3 separate regions of the Danio rerio genome follow, and all the other regions are linked to region 3. Evidence: chromatin contacts called from public Hi-C data. All regions are on one chromosome and are shown on one strand. The core of a region is the stretch at or near the end of the contact, and the rest is flanking DNA. Distances in the headings are between cores, read along the strand shown.

What was found. Hi-C and Micro-C count contacts between places; a contact is called where the count stands out from the background.
Region 1: a contact with region 3 is called in a Hi-C map of embryo, with 2.8 times the contacts expected there. The contact joins the promoter of hsd17b1 here to the enhancer-like site in region 3. A contact is called at or near these places in 2 of 18 Hi-C or Micro-C datasets (caudal fin and embryo).
Region 2: a Hi-C map of hematopoietic stem cells shows a contact between it and region 3, with 4 times the contacts expected there. The contact joins two enhancer-like sites. A contact is called at or near these places in 8 of 18 Hi-C or Micro-C datasets (caudal fin, embryo, fibroblasts and 3 more) and 1 of 4 datasets of contacts at active chromatin or transcription factors (caudal fin).

The regions. Positions count from the first base shown.
Region 1 is chr3:16,823,151-16,828,004 of GRCz12tu, forward strand. It overlaps hsd17b1 (hydroxysteroid (17-beta) dehydrogenase 1), which reads right to left and starts at 2,406. Exons shown (of 6, transcript NM_205584.2): 1 at 2,250-2,406; 2 at 1,301-1,462; 3 at 888-1,067. The coding sequence starts at 2,346.
Region 2 is chr3:16,898,997-16,903,775 of GRCz12tu, forward strand. No RefSeq gene overlaps it. Among named protein-coding and RNA genes, the nearest start is that of wfikkn2a, 24 kb to the left of the region's middle. Within about 2 kb of position 3,500, at least 5 of the 62 cell types and tissues checked have an H3K27ac peak or open chromatin away from gene starts, as enhancers often do.
Region 3 is chr3:17,070,773-17,075,485 of GRCz12tu, forward strand. No RefSeq gene overlaps it. Among named protein-coding and RNA genes, the nearest start is that of spag9a, 82 kb to the right of the region's middle. Within about 2 kb of position 1,894, at least 36 of the 62 cell types and tissues checked have an H3K27ac peak or open chromatin away from gene starts, as enhancers often do.

The DNA.
Region 1 (4,854 bases), core at 1,156-3,655, 250 kb before region 3:
TGAAACTGCAAAATAGAAATTTACAGGACTGACGTGGGCAAATCGGCAACGCAGTGGTGCAGTAGGTAGTCGCTGTGGCGACTCCTGATTAATAAAGGGACGAAGCCGAAAAGAAAATGAATGAATGAAGTGGGCAAATCTTTATTATGAAGCTCCCTTTTAGATGTCTTGCCTATAAGTAGGGCCAGACAGAATCTGTGGTCATTATCTGGTATTTCTGCAGAGGATTTTGTAAAAAATCTGCAGATTTATGTGAAATGATTTTGGAATTATCATAACTAAAAACGTAATATATGAAATTAAAAAATAATACCTTTTAAACTTTTATTTTATTTAATGTCTACAAACCAAATCCAATTCGATCCACTTAATTGGTAAATAAAGCAAGTCTCTTATATAATATCTCTACTAAAAGACAGAAAATATTTGTGTGTGTGTGTGTGTGTGTGTGTGTGTGTGTGTGTGTGTGTGTGTGTGTGTGTGTGTGTGTGTGTGTGTGCGCGTGTGCGTGCGTGCGTGTGTGTGTCTGTCTGTCTGTCTGTGTGTGTGTGTGTGTGTGTGTGTGTGTGTGTGTGTGTGTCTGTGTCTGTGTGTGTCTGTGTCTGTCTGTGTCTGTCTGTGTCTGTGTGTGTGTGTGTCTCTGTGTCTCTGTGTGTGTGTGTGTGTGTGTGTGTGTGTGTGTGTGTGTGTGTGTGCGTGTGTGTGTGAGAGAGAGAGTGAGTGAGTGAGTGAGTGAGTGAGTGAGTGAGTGAGTGAGTGAGTGAGTGAGTGAGTGAGTGAGTGAGTGCGTGAGTGCGTGAGTGCGTGCGTGCGTGCGTGCGAGAGTAAGTGAGTGTGTGTGCGAGTAAGTGAGTGTGTGTGCGAGTAAGTGAAAGTTCTTCTCTCACCCTGCAGTCCTCCCATGCTGCCGGTGACCAGGATTCTGCCGTGTCTCTTTTTCTTCATGTCTGGTAGGAAGGTCTGTATGGTGCGGATGGTGCCCAGCAGATTGACGTCCAGGATGGCTCTTATAGTGTCCAGCGAGTGGGTTTCCAGAGGACCCATCAGACCCACACCGGCATTACACACTAACACAAAAATATCAGGAGGAAATACATGAGAATGGCTGTGCATGTGAGCATTTAAAGGGAGAGTTCACCAAAAATTAATGTTCTGTCATAATTTCTTTCTGCTGTTTTAAAAAATATATAAATATATATATATATATATATATATATATATATATATATATATATACTGTGTGAACTATCCCTTTATTTATTTATTTTTTTTCAAGGAGAAATGTCTAATTTTCTCTTACCCAGTATGTCAATTCTGCCCTCTGTAACATTTCTTTGAGCATCAAGTATAGATTGCTGGTCAGTTACATCCATTTGCAGGATGTCCAGAGTGTCTTTATGCAGTCCTCTGACGCTCTCCAGCAGCCGTTGCTTCTTGTCCAAGTTCCGCATAGTAGCATAGACTAAACAACATCAGTAAGAAGTCATAGTTTGACACTGATTGTAATGTTAATTATATTTTGTAAAACTCAATTTGCATTAGTAATGTGCATTGCTAGTAAGAACTTGACGACTTTAAAGGCGTTTTATGTCTCATCATTTTCTTTTTGAATCCCTCAGATTGTACATTTTCACATAGTTGTATCTCAGTTTAATGCCGTCCTGTCCTAGCATTATTTATTCAGCATTCAGATAATGGATACATCTCATTTTCTAAAAATTGGCACTTATGGTTTTGCGGTTCAGGGTCACACATACTCAACAAGATAATAACAAAATAACAAATAATAACAAAATAATAGTTGAATTTATATTTATTTAAAAAAAATGACCCCATTCAAAAGCTGATAGCACATAGATTTTTAACACTGTGTAGTTCTCTGAATGAGCCACAGATGTGTGTTGATTTTTGTGATGTGTTCAGGAGTCCCTTGTTGTGAAAAAATGAATGACAAAAATTGAAGACAACAAATATTTTTGTTGATTGAGCTTACTTTAATAAGTTAACCAGTTTTCAAATATTTAAGCTATACAAATGTTAACTTCATATTTTTGATTAGTTTAATGTAAGTTGAGGTGTCTAAAAAGTAACCGATTCAACAAAAAAATGTAAGAATTGTTTTACAGTGTACTATCGCTTTTTACAGTGCAGTATATTAATAAAATAATAACGTTTTGGTTAACTGTAAAGATCAGACATGCACAAACACTCAATTTAACAGAACCCACTGAAATGTGTTGTTCTAATACCTTTGTAGGCTTTTGCTGGATTTGATGCGAGATGCACAGCAAGGCTGAGTCCAATCCCTGAAGAGCATCCAGTGATGAGAACAACCTTCTGCTCCATTTTTACAAGAAAACTCAGATGAGACGAGCGCTGCAATGATTCTCCGAGGTTATGTGCAGTTATGTGCTCCGTCTAAGTGCTGTGTCTCGGATTCAGATGTTTTAGATTTTTCCATTATCACAAGGACAGCTTTATGTAAACATTCTGATTTCACACTTTTGTTTTGCTCAACAGGTGCCACATCACATATACAGTATATACACATCAGCAGCTGTGGTGAATATTAAATACAATTTGTATTTGTTCAGAAAATAATACTTCATGCATCTTGTAGGTTTTTAATCACACTTCAATTAAGGATGTGATGTTATGCAATTAATTTGAGATCACAAAAGGATCAGCTTCTATAAGAATAATCACTTTTAGTGTTAGGGCTAAATTTAAATGTATAGACCATTTCAATGTGGTCATGTCATTGGCCCATGAACATTTTCTGCTTGTCACCAAACTATTTCACAAGAGGCAATTTAATCATATCTGAATGTTAAAACGACTGCCATGACAGCATTTATCAATATGTGGACCTTTTTGGATTCTTGGAAGCTATGGAAATTCAAAATATAATACAAGAAAACATTAGCTGAAGAAAAAAATAATTAATTAATTAATTAATAGTCGTGATTTAAACAAATTGACCATTTTGAGAGATGCAAACAATAGCAATGGTTCTTAGTCTCTTTAATAATCAGGGGTCTTATCCAGCATATGTTTTCCAGCTGCAATCAAGTACTGGAAAACATCCATACACACTCATTCACACACAATTTAGTTCAATTTAGTTTCAAGAGTTCACACTTACATAATGCTCAACTAGGGTAGCAGGTTTGGCATGCTTTCCCGGGAAAGAACCCTGAACTTGCAGATAGATGAGCCCAAGGTTCCCGCCTGGTCAATGAGCAATAGGAGGGATACGAGATCAGGTGTTTCTCGAATGCCCCCGTACCCTGGCTAATGGGTGATACTGATTGGTTAGGCATGTATGCGCTAGTTGCTTGAGACTGTATTACAATTCACTTTTGTACATGTTTTTTTTGACTGTGCAAACTCCGCGCAGGGAGTGCTGACTGGTTCGAATAGGACTTGAACCTGTGGCCCTCTTGCTACGAGGCAGCAGAGCTAACCACTGAGCCACCGTGTTGCCCGATCATAAAAGAGGCGGAGGGAAAAGGGGGTTGTTGGAAGGGTTTTCGAAAACGGAGATAGGGAATAAAGATTAATCAGGATATATATATATAGTAGTTTTGGAATGCTCTGATTGGCTAGCTAATGATTAGTGATGAGGGTCAGCTGAAGTTGATCATATCACATGCTCCTCTCAAAATTAGTTTATGAAACTTCGCTTATTCAATTTACGTGTACCACATGTTTTTGGACTGTGGGGGAAACCGGAGCACCTGGAGAAAACCCACAAGGACACTGGGAGAACATGCAAACTCCACACAGAAATGCTAGCTAACCCAGTCGGAACTCAAACCAACGACTTTCTTGCTGTGAGGTGACAGTGCTAACCAATAAGCCCTCACATTCAATAAAATAAAAAAAAAAACGGTTGCATTTGTCTGTAGAAATATCTTCTCACTATGTTGCATCCCACTTGTCAATCTAAACCAAGATAATTGGGTGATTATTCCTGCCACATTATATTATGTTTCTTCATTAGCATGATTGGTCTCAGTGATTTGTCCATAACTAAGTCAGTAATATAAAAGACTAAATTAACAAAACATTTACAAAAAAAAATTATTTATATCATTTATTTTTCCCCAAACTATTTTTAGTTCTGCAAATGTATTTGTAGTTCTGTAAATAAAAGTAGTTCTGTAAATGTTGGCTTTTTGAAAACTGTTGCACAAGTCATGCAGATGAAAGGTCACAGACATTGTTTACTGAAATGGTCGGCTTCGTAGAATTATTTCAACACTTGGAAAAAGTAATGTAAAATATGACCTCTTTTTATTGTGTATGCCAGGGCTATTCAATAGGCAGCCAGCGTGCCAATCCCGGCCCCGAGGCAATTTGTTTTGACCCTCCAAAAAGTGTGACCAAGACATGATAAATAAATTTAGTTCAGTCGAAAAACGGTCGCTATAGTAATGAAGTGACGTGTGTCTGTTTGATACAGCACAAGCTGCAGTTGAAGGCTGTGCAGAGTGTGAGTCACCTGTCGAGCGAATGGCGCGAGCAGCCAAAAACATTTGGATATGTTTGTTGAAAAGGCCTTTTGTACAATCCAAGACTACAGAATACACAAGACACGACACTCATTTTATTTGGAATGGGGAAAAGTGTAACAGTCAATTTGGCGAATGAAGCCCCGCCTTCTAGTACAAGAACCAATCAGCGATCAGAGTCTGACAATCAGACGTTGCTCTTAAACGTGAGTGTTCTGTGCTTTCGCTTTGTTTAGGAATGAAAACACTTATAAATAAATATTACAAACAGCGAGATTCCCTTTCCTTTTGATTACAAGTGCCCTATACAATCATAAAAACAGTCATATAATGGTGC
Region 2 (4,779 bases), core at 2,250-4,749, 170 kb before region 3:
TGGGCCAGATATTAAATGTAACATGTTAAAAATTTATATTTGGGCCACTTGAGTTTGTCCTATCTTGACCCACTTTTATTTTAAGTAAAAAATGAATTCTACTAATCAGGTTGCTTCGAGAAAAAGCGTGGCCATAAAGCGAAATGCTTCATGGATTTATCAAATTCATTGCAGTCGTGACACACCAACATATCTGGCCCAGTTATGGGTTATTAGCTGAAACATGGCCCAGATATGGTCCATATTTGGCCCTTCCATGGAAGCCAGAATTGGTCCAACTATGTCCCGTGGTTCACTGAGGCATGTGGGTCAAGCAAAAGCTGATTGTGTGGGCCAGATCTGGGCCAGAGAAAATTTGCTATGTGGGTCTTAATTTGTGTTCTGAAGATGAACGAAGGTCTCAAAGGATTGGGATGACATGAGGGTGAGTAATTAATGACCATCACCTTAAATCTTCGGTGTAGGAGCCATATTTAAAAATTGATTGTTTATTTGATATATTTTCACTTCAGAAATGAGTTAAATATTTACAGAAATCCTTTTGTTTGATTATGATTGTACTTCTGTAACGTCTGTCCAAAAGGTAGAATCTTTCAGTTGCGTGTGAAGTTCTTTTCAGAACATTCTGTCAACTTTCACAGCAAGTGTTGCAGCTGCAAGCTCAAATCTCTAAATGGTCACCCGCTTCAGGGGAATAACTCTGGCCTCTTCCAGTACAAAGGTGACATGAACATTTTTACTGCTGTCTGTAAGTTTGAGATAGCTCACTGTCCCATATCCTAGCTCGCTTGCATTGCAAAAGTGATGTAGATCAGCAGCAACACCAACATTTTCAGGCTTTATACACCTGTCTACTTTAAATCTGCTTAACTAGTCTAGCTCTGCGAGCCATCTTTGCCAAGGTTTCATCATTTCAATAGGAATTATTTCATCACACCCTTACTTTTCATGGCAGAATCTTTGCAGGATTTGCTTATCCCTGAGGAACTCTAGTGGGTAGTATGGAACTGACTGACTGTACGTTTTGTGGGAGCTTGGTTCTTGACTGCTACCCGAAAGGTAAGGACATCCTTTAAGATGTTCCACTGGATTTTAAGTGCCTTCTCAAGAGTTAAGCTGTTTCACAAGAGGGGCTCTAGAATTTTGTGGAATGGCTTCAAGGACTTCATAGCTGTTACTCACCCATTTATTCAAAGTAAATTCAGCTAGGGTGCAGGCTTTCCTGAAATCTTTAGTGAGCTTGATTGTTCTTTCACAGAGGCCACAGACTTGAGACAATCATCAGTGTAATGATTAATTGATTGTGTCGATGACCTGTGAGCTGTATCTGTTGTCAGTTCCTGTTTGCTTTAAAGCACAATTGGCGATACTGGGTGATGACGCTGCCCCAAAAAGATGGACATTCAGCCTGTATACTTCAAGCAGCTGGTTGACATCTCCCTGTGGCCACCACAGGAATCTAAGGAAGTCACAAGGATGATTTTGAACTCGTACTTGATAGTACATCGTGTCAATGTCTGCCATTAATGCAATTCTTTCATGTTTAAATCAAAACAGGACATCAACAAGTGGATTAGTCAGGTCAGGACCTTCTTCCTTATTCTTATAGCTAATTTAAACTTCAGATCATCTGGAACAGGTCTACAAGCCTAAATGTCCAGTCAGATATTTACAATAACAAGGAGCTGAAGATGTATTATGGATCTTAGTAAAGTGGCCAGATTGAACTCAATTGAATTTTATGTGACAGATTTTAGAAAAGCTGTACAAAAATACAAGTACCCCATACATTTTGAAATAAAAACTGTCGAGGATAAAAACACAATAGGCCTGCTTCCATTGTGGTCCTCGCTGTTAGAAAAACCAAAGTATGGCTTCAAAATACCGATGATGCATAAAACAAACACCTCCACATTTTAAAACAGTAACAAAATAATTCAGAAATACCTTCCTTCATTCATTCATTTTTCTTTTCGGCTTAGTCCCTCTATTAATCAGGGGTCGCCACAGCCGAATGAACCGTCAACTTATCCAGCATATGTTTTACGCAGCGAATGGCCTTCCAGCTGCAACCCTATTCACAATCAAGTAATATTTCAAATAAAACATCCTCGTCCACCATGCAAACTAATTATCCTCATCAAACAACCATCTTTTGATAGCTTTTTTGAACCTCCCTAAGTCTTTTATTTCTTTGATCGATTTTGATAATTTGTTCCACATGATTGCACTTGTATATAAAAACATTTACCCCCATTAGACTTCTAAATTGAAATAAACAAATATTAAAATCCCAACCCCTAGTACTGTATGAATGATGTTGCCTCACCATTTGAAAATAGTTCACCAAATAACAAGGAACCACATTTTTAAACATTTTACGTACCATTCCCAGTTTTAAAAAACATACTCTATTGCTCTAGGATGAATTTTTAAAATGATTCATACTAATTTATGTTGTGCCTTTTGCAATTTTATCTTCATATTCTATGAGCAGCTACTATACCAAAATGAAGTAACAATCTAAATGAGGTTGAATCAAAGCTCCTGCCAATAATTTTAAAGAATGAACATCCAACAGATCAGCTTGCCTTGCTAAGAACCTAATTTTCACATATCTTCTTGCCAAGCTTTCTTGCCATAACATCTCCTGATAATTTATTATCTAATAAACATCCCAGACATGCTTTTAGTTATGCTTCAGGTTTTTCATCTACACTGGGGGGCGCAATTGCACCACTCTTAATGTAATTGATATGAATTGCCATGTGTCTGTACCATTATATCCAGTCAGGGGGGATCATTTTATCAACAGTCTTTAAGCTGATGATTGCATGTTACACCGTCATAGGCTTTTACGTACATTATTGTAGTTGACACGACATGCAATACTCGTTTTTAATAAAAAAAAAGGAATGATTAAGTTGACGAATGAACACATTAAGGTATGAATGAATGAATCACTCCGCCATAATGAATGTTTTACGAGTTTTCAAAGCAATCTCGTGGGTGAGTGAGCAGAATAATGGGACATCACGATGCTGCTGTCTTTTATTTCCAGAAGAATCCTCTGCTTCAGTGCTTAATTCATCAATAAGGAATAATTTATGGGCGAGCTTAATGGGTCAGCAGCTTCATTTAGAAAGCTGGCTGGAGTGGATATGGGGATCTGGAACACGATACACCTAATCTGATTCCTAAAATCAAACTGAACGTCTTGGGGAGTTACAGCTACATGCCTGAAACATGTCGAATATATAGTGTCGATTTCAGACATGCCTGTCATATGACTGTGGATATTAACGATGACTGAATATTAGCAATGCTGAGCACATTTCAAGATCATGTTTCAGCCCACAGTAATACAAGAAATTATGCTTTCCTTGAATGAAAATGAGGCAAATCGTTGTGTCATGCAAATTATTTTAATCGTGTTTAAATCACATACAGTAGAAGTCAGAATTATTAGCCCTCCCTGAATTATCCTAAATTATTTTATAAATTTTTTCCCCAATTTCTGTTTACCAGAGAGATTTTTTCAACACATTTCTAAACATCATAGTTTTAATAACTCATCTCCAATAATGGATTTATTTTATCTTTGCCATGATGACAGTAAATAATATTTGACCATATATTTTTGAAGATATTTCTATACAGCTTAAAGTGACATTTAAAGGCTCAACTAGGTTAATTAGATTAACTATAGGCAGGTTAGGGTATTTAGGCAAGTTATTGTATAATGATGGTTTGTTCTGTAGACTATCTAAAAAAAAAGAAAAGAAAAAATTGTTCAAACGGGCTAATAAGTTGGTCCTTAAAATTAATAACTGCTTTTATTCTAGCTGAAATAAAACAAATCAGACTTTCTCCAGAAGAAAAAATATTATCAGACATACAGTGAAAATGCCCTTGCTCTGTTAAACATCATTTGGGAAATATAAAAAAAAATCAATCAATCAATCAATCAATCAATCAATCAATCTATCTATCTATCTATCTATCTATCTATCTATCTATCTATCTATCTATCTATCTATCTATCTATCTATCTATCTATCTATCTATCTATCTATCTATCTATCTATCTATCTATGTGTACATAAAGTAGGTAGAGCAAGGAATTTTTCACAGTATTTTGTTTTATATTTTTTCTTCTGAAGAAAGTCTTATTGCTTTTAGTTTTGCTGGAATAAAATAATATATCTAACATTTATTTACTTTCTATTCACTTATTAAATTAGAGAAATTAATTTGTTTATTGTTTATTTATTATTTAATTTGTTTAATATAGCGATGACATTTTCCACAGTATTTATTTTTATTTTGTTCTTCTAGAGAAAGTAATTTACTTTAAGACAGACTTAAAGAATTTTAGTTTGGCTGACATAAATAAAAAATATTTTTAAATGAAAAAAAAAAAAACTGCCAAGGTCAACATTATTAGCTCTTTTTTCAATATATTTTTTCTGTTTTGATGTTGTCCAGTGATTTGCCTAATTAACCCAACTTGCCTAGCTATTGTACTTTAAGCTGATTAAAAAAATTACAAAAAAAATTGTAAATTATTATTTAAGTCATTATTCATGACATTATCAGAAATGATTAAAATAAAACAATTTGGTATAAAAATTTGCTGAAAAAATCTTTCCATATATAACAATAACATTTGTTTCATTCCATAAAGTCTTTTATTTTATTATTTTATTTTTCTAATAAATTTCAAATAAAAGTGTTTTCATTTAGAGCTTATTTTAGTTGGGAAAATAACAATCTATC
Region 3 (4,713 bases), core at 644-3,143:
TGTCTCTGTCAGTGTTTTCAAACAATTATATTTGATATATTAATGTCACAAAAGTGCCAATTTCACATCTGTCGTCCATAATGGAAAAGTGTCACATCCATAACAAACCTTTTTCCTCATAAAAGCAAAAATGTCAAATACAATAAAATCAATCATGTTTTGTTCTATAATGAGCCGACTCTTATCCTTTTCATTAGCATTATTTCTTTTGGGTTGTGCAGTTTAATTCACAGAAATTCTACAAAGTATGTTGTTTACTGTAAACTCGCTAACTTTTTTGGTCACATCCATAACGCATGCTTGTTTTTCTCATTTAAAGTATAAAAAATGTTTACAGATTAATATTTTTCTGATACCACACTTCTGCGGTGAGTTGTTTTAGAAAATATAATCAGATGTTTCAATGTAATGTTAACATATACTTCCTCTATGTATTCATGTTTTGAGTTTTTACAGCAAATGTCACATCCATAATGCCGGAATTGCTCAGTAGTCTTACTTATTAAATCTTACTAAATAGACAAGTGCATATTCATTATATACTAGTTTTTTTTATTTTTATTTAAGTATCTAATACAGATAAATAAAAAGTGGCATTAGTTTAATGATCAATATCACACGAGTAGCAGTGCAATGTGGCTGTGTATTGGCGTGGTGGGAGGTATGCGTCCCACCAGTGATGATATACAGCCACATCGCACTGCTACGAGTGTGACATTGCATTTATACAACAGTTCGACGACATAATCGTGTGTATAAAAAAGAAAAATCAAACACAGAGAGTCTAAAAACCTTTTGTATTAGGAACTACTTTCTTCCACCATTCATTCACATCTGCAGCTGACATCAGAACAGCAAAAGCAGTTACTACTTCACCAACGTCACTTTAGAGCTAGTGTTTGAATGATTCTCTAGCGTAATGTCTGAAGTGATGACAAAACAGCTGATTTTGCTCACATTTTAAGATTATAAGGCTGAACTGCATGAAATGCCATCAGTCTACAGAGATATCTCTATACAGTATCTGTACAGTCTACTATAAAGTCTATTACAGCCTACAGTATTGCTGTTTGTGGGCGGAGTGGTACACAAGGGTGAAGAGGCAGTATTTGTGCTGTTACTGGCAGAATATCGTACGCTATCAACCCATCAGATTAAAGAACCAGACAGAACTGTGGTATAAAAACGTACAGTATAACATTAAATAATTTCAGCGTCTAATGATTAAGAACTAGTACCTAATGATCAACAATTATTCTAATATAACCATTATAAATAAAATGCATATAGAGATATTAGAATATCTCTATTATTACAGATCTGTGGCAAAAATATAACAAGAAAATAGCTACCATTCACCTCTGAAATAAGGACTAGCATGTAATTAAAAAGTTCTGGCATATATCCAATAGGTAATATTGTTTAACTAGCAAGTTCAAGAGAAATCCCCAATTAATAATTGATTGCATGTCATCCATTTAATTGGTATTAAAGTCTATTTAATAGGTACCAGTATAAATACCATTAATTAATAATTAATACCATTAATTAATTAATTAATTAAGACCTGTTATTCAATAATTAATTACTAGTAATTTTTAAAAAGGTACTACAAAAAGATTAAGCAGAATAACTGCTAGTAGCCTATTTAATGGGATAATATACTAGTTGCCTGTCACAATTTAACCACAAAGTTACATGTCTTAAAAACGTTTTGCAGGTAATATTAAAATTAGCACAGCTAAAATAAATGTAACAAAAAATTGAGCTGCAGGATGGTGTACTCGAAGTAGATAGACGTGCACGGACACACACACACACACACATACTCAGAGAGCATCTGGCTGTGTTATGTAAGGGCTCCAGCTCTGTTTATGTCTCGCTCTCTCACCGTCAGCAGTGTGTGATGTGATGTGATGTCCTTCAGTTTCTATGGGCCTTCGGGAACAGTGCAGTTCTGCCACCTGCTGGCCAAAAATACCTTCATAATATGATCTTTATTATTTTATTTTATTGAGTCCAAAATAAAAACTCTTATTATTATTTAACTCACCCTCATCATGTCCTTTCAATCATGAGAGATTCTTTGGAGCACAAATTTATAAAATATTTAATCTGGGAGATTTCTGTCCCCCACCTGAAAGTCTATTTAACATTACCACAAAACTCTTAACACTTCAAAGTGTTCGTGATGAATATACCAACATAAAATATGAACGTATTAGTTTTATAAATCTGTCTGAAGTCTTCTGAAGAACTGTGATTGATCTAAACGATGAAAAGATTTCATTTGATAAACTTTGAGCAGCAAATCGAATAACGTTAAGTTCAAGTACGTTTGCTTGAGAAAGAACCAACGAGATTCACTCTTGGTCTCTCGCGAGAAGAATCAACACGGTTTGTTAAACACGCCTCAAGCGGTTAATATTGAATTAGAATATCTCCATTTGTATTTCATAAGACAAGCGGTGATAATGGTGAGTAAATAATAACATGTTCAAATTAGTACGAAATGGCGTCTAAACTCACTACTAAAGCGAACCATTCAACACATAATAAGATATGTATATATCAATACTGTATATAATCAAATACAGCTCTACTGCATGAACTCAACAACACAAACGGCTTTAACGACTTTTTATACTTAAATATAAGTTTTTTGTTTTTTGTTTTTTTTTGTTATAGCAAACAGGATTGATGTTTCAGATTAAGACAAACCAACTAATACCAAACAATAAATCAGATACATTGTCAGTACTCACGGGTGTTTGCTCTGTTAATTTAGTGATTTCCCTCCAAAAATTTGGTCACTTCCGGGAGCATGATGTTAGGTCATTAGCTGGTCTTGTCAGTTAAAGGGATTGATGTACAGTTGAAGTCAGAATTATTAACCCCCAATTTCTGTTTCTAAACATGATAGTATTAATAACTCATTTCTAATAACTGATTTATTTTATCTTTGTCATGATGACAGTTAATAATATTTTACTAGATATGATTCAACACTTCTACTGCCTAAAGTGACATTTAAAGCCTTAACTAAGTTTATTAGGTTAACTAGTCAGGTTAGGGTAATTAGGCAAGTTATTGTATAACGATGGTTTGTTCTGACTATCTGAAAAAATATAGCTTAAATAAAACAAATAAGACTTTCTCCAGACGAAAAAATATTATCAGATATACTGTGAAAATTCCCTTTGCGCATTTGGGAAAATATTTTAAAAAGAAAAATAAATCCATGGGGGGCTAATAATTCTGACTTCAACTGTATTTACTTTTCCGAAACATATTTGACATGGTGAGGGGGCATAGAATTTCTGTTCAGATTTTTAAATTGACAAACTTCCAGTGAAATTAGCTAAATTTCACAAACAAGCTTTATTGTCCTGGATGTTGGTATTTAAGCACAAATTTTCCCCCCAAAAATATAGGCTATTATTTGGATAAATAGATGTAAATCTCTCTTCTTTCAAAATTGGTATGAAAATGATATTGTGTTAGGCAACTTCTAAATTTAAATGGCAAATTAATATCTTACAGTGAATATTTAGATATGTTATGTTTTCCAATTACAACAGCTTCATTTTATAAAAGAGTATGGAAATGAGTGTGGAAAATATGTTAAAGAAAACCTTTTTTTTTTTCAGGAGACCTTGATATCATTAAACAAAGTTATATTAATAAATGATTTAGAAATATTATAACAGGTGATACAGTTATATATAAAAACTTAAGATGGACCAATGTATTTATGAATATAAATTGGAAGAAAGCTTGGCGTTCTTGTGAAATATATTGCTTAAATAATAAAGTAAAATAAAAATTTTACATTTTATATATCTAGTTAAAGAGGTTTTAAAAAGATTGACTTTGGATATTGATTATTCTTGTGAATTTTGTTCCATGGAAAAATAATATATTGTCCACCTGTTTTGTGACTGTGTATACACAGTGTTTTTTGGGTGGATATGGGAAATTTATTTAGAAGGAAAACCAATATTATATTTAAATAGCAAAATTTTGATATTTGCATTATGTAAATTTTTGTAACAAATTTATCTTCCTTGTACAGGTTTTTATTATTTTGAGAAAGTTTCATATAAATAAATAAAATTAACTGAATCAAAGCCAAATTTTGTTCACGTTCTTTTAGAGACCAAGGACTATTGCACAAGTTTCATTCATTCTTTTTTTTTTATTTTATTTTATTAATCTGGGGTCGCCACAGCGGAATGAACCACCAACTTATCCAGCATATGTTTTACACAACAGATGCTCTTCTGGCTGCAGCCCATCACTTGGAAACATCCGCATGCACACTCATTCACACACACTACGGACAATTTAGCTTACCCTATTCACCTGTACCACATGTTTTTGGACTGTGGGGAAAACCGGAGCACCCGGAGGAAACCCACGCGACACAGGGAAAACTTGCAAACTCCACACAGAAATGCCAACTGACCTAGCCGAGGCTTTAACCAGCGACCTTCTTGCTGTGAGGCATTTGTGCTACCCACTGCGCCACCGTGCCGCCCAGTTTGGAGAACATCGTTTAACAAGAAAAACCTCTAATATTCTTAAGGGATATATGATTTTTAATTATAAAATGTTTTGTATGTACACTCTGGCATACAGTATGTATTTTTGTATATCACTGTATAATTCGGTCTTTGTTTTGTTAATAAAAAAATTGTTAATAAAAAATAA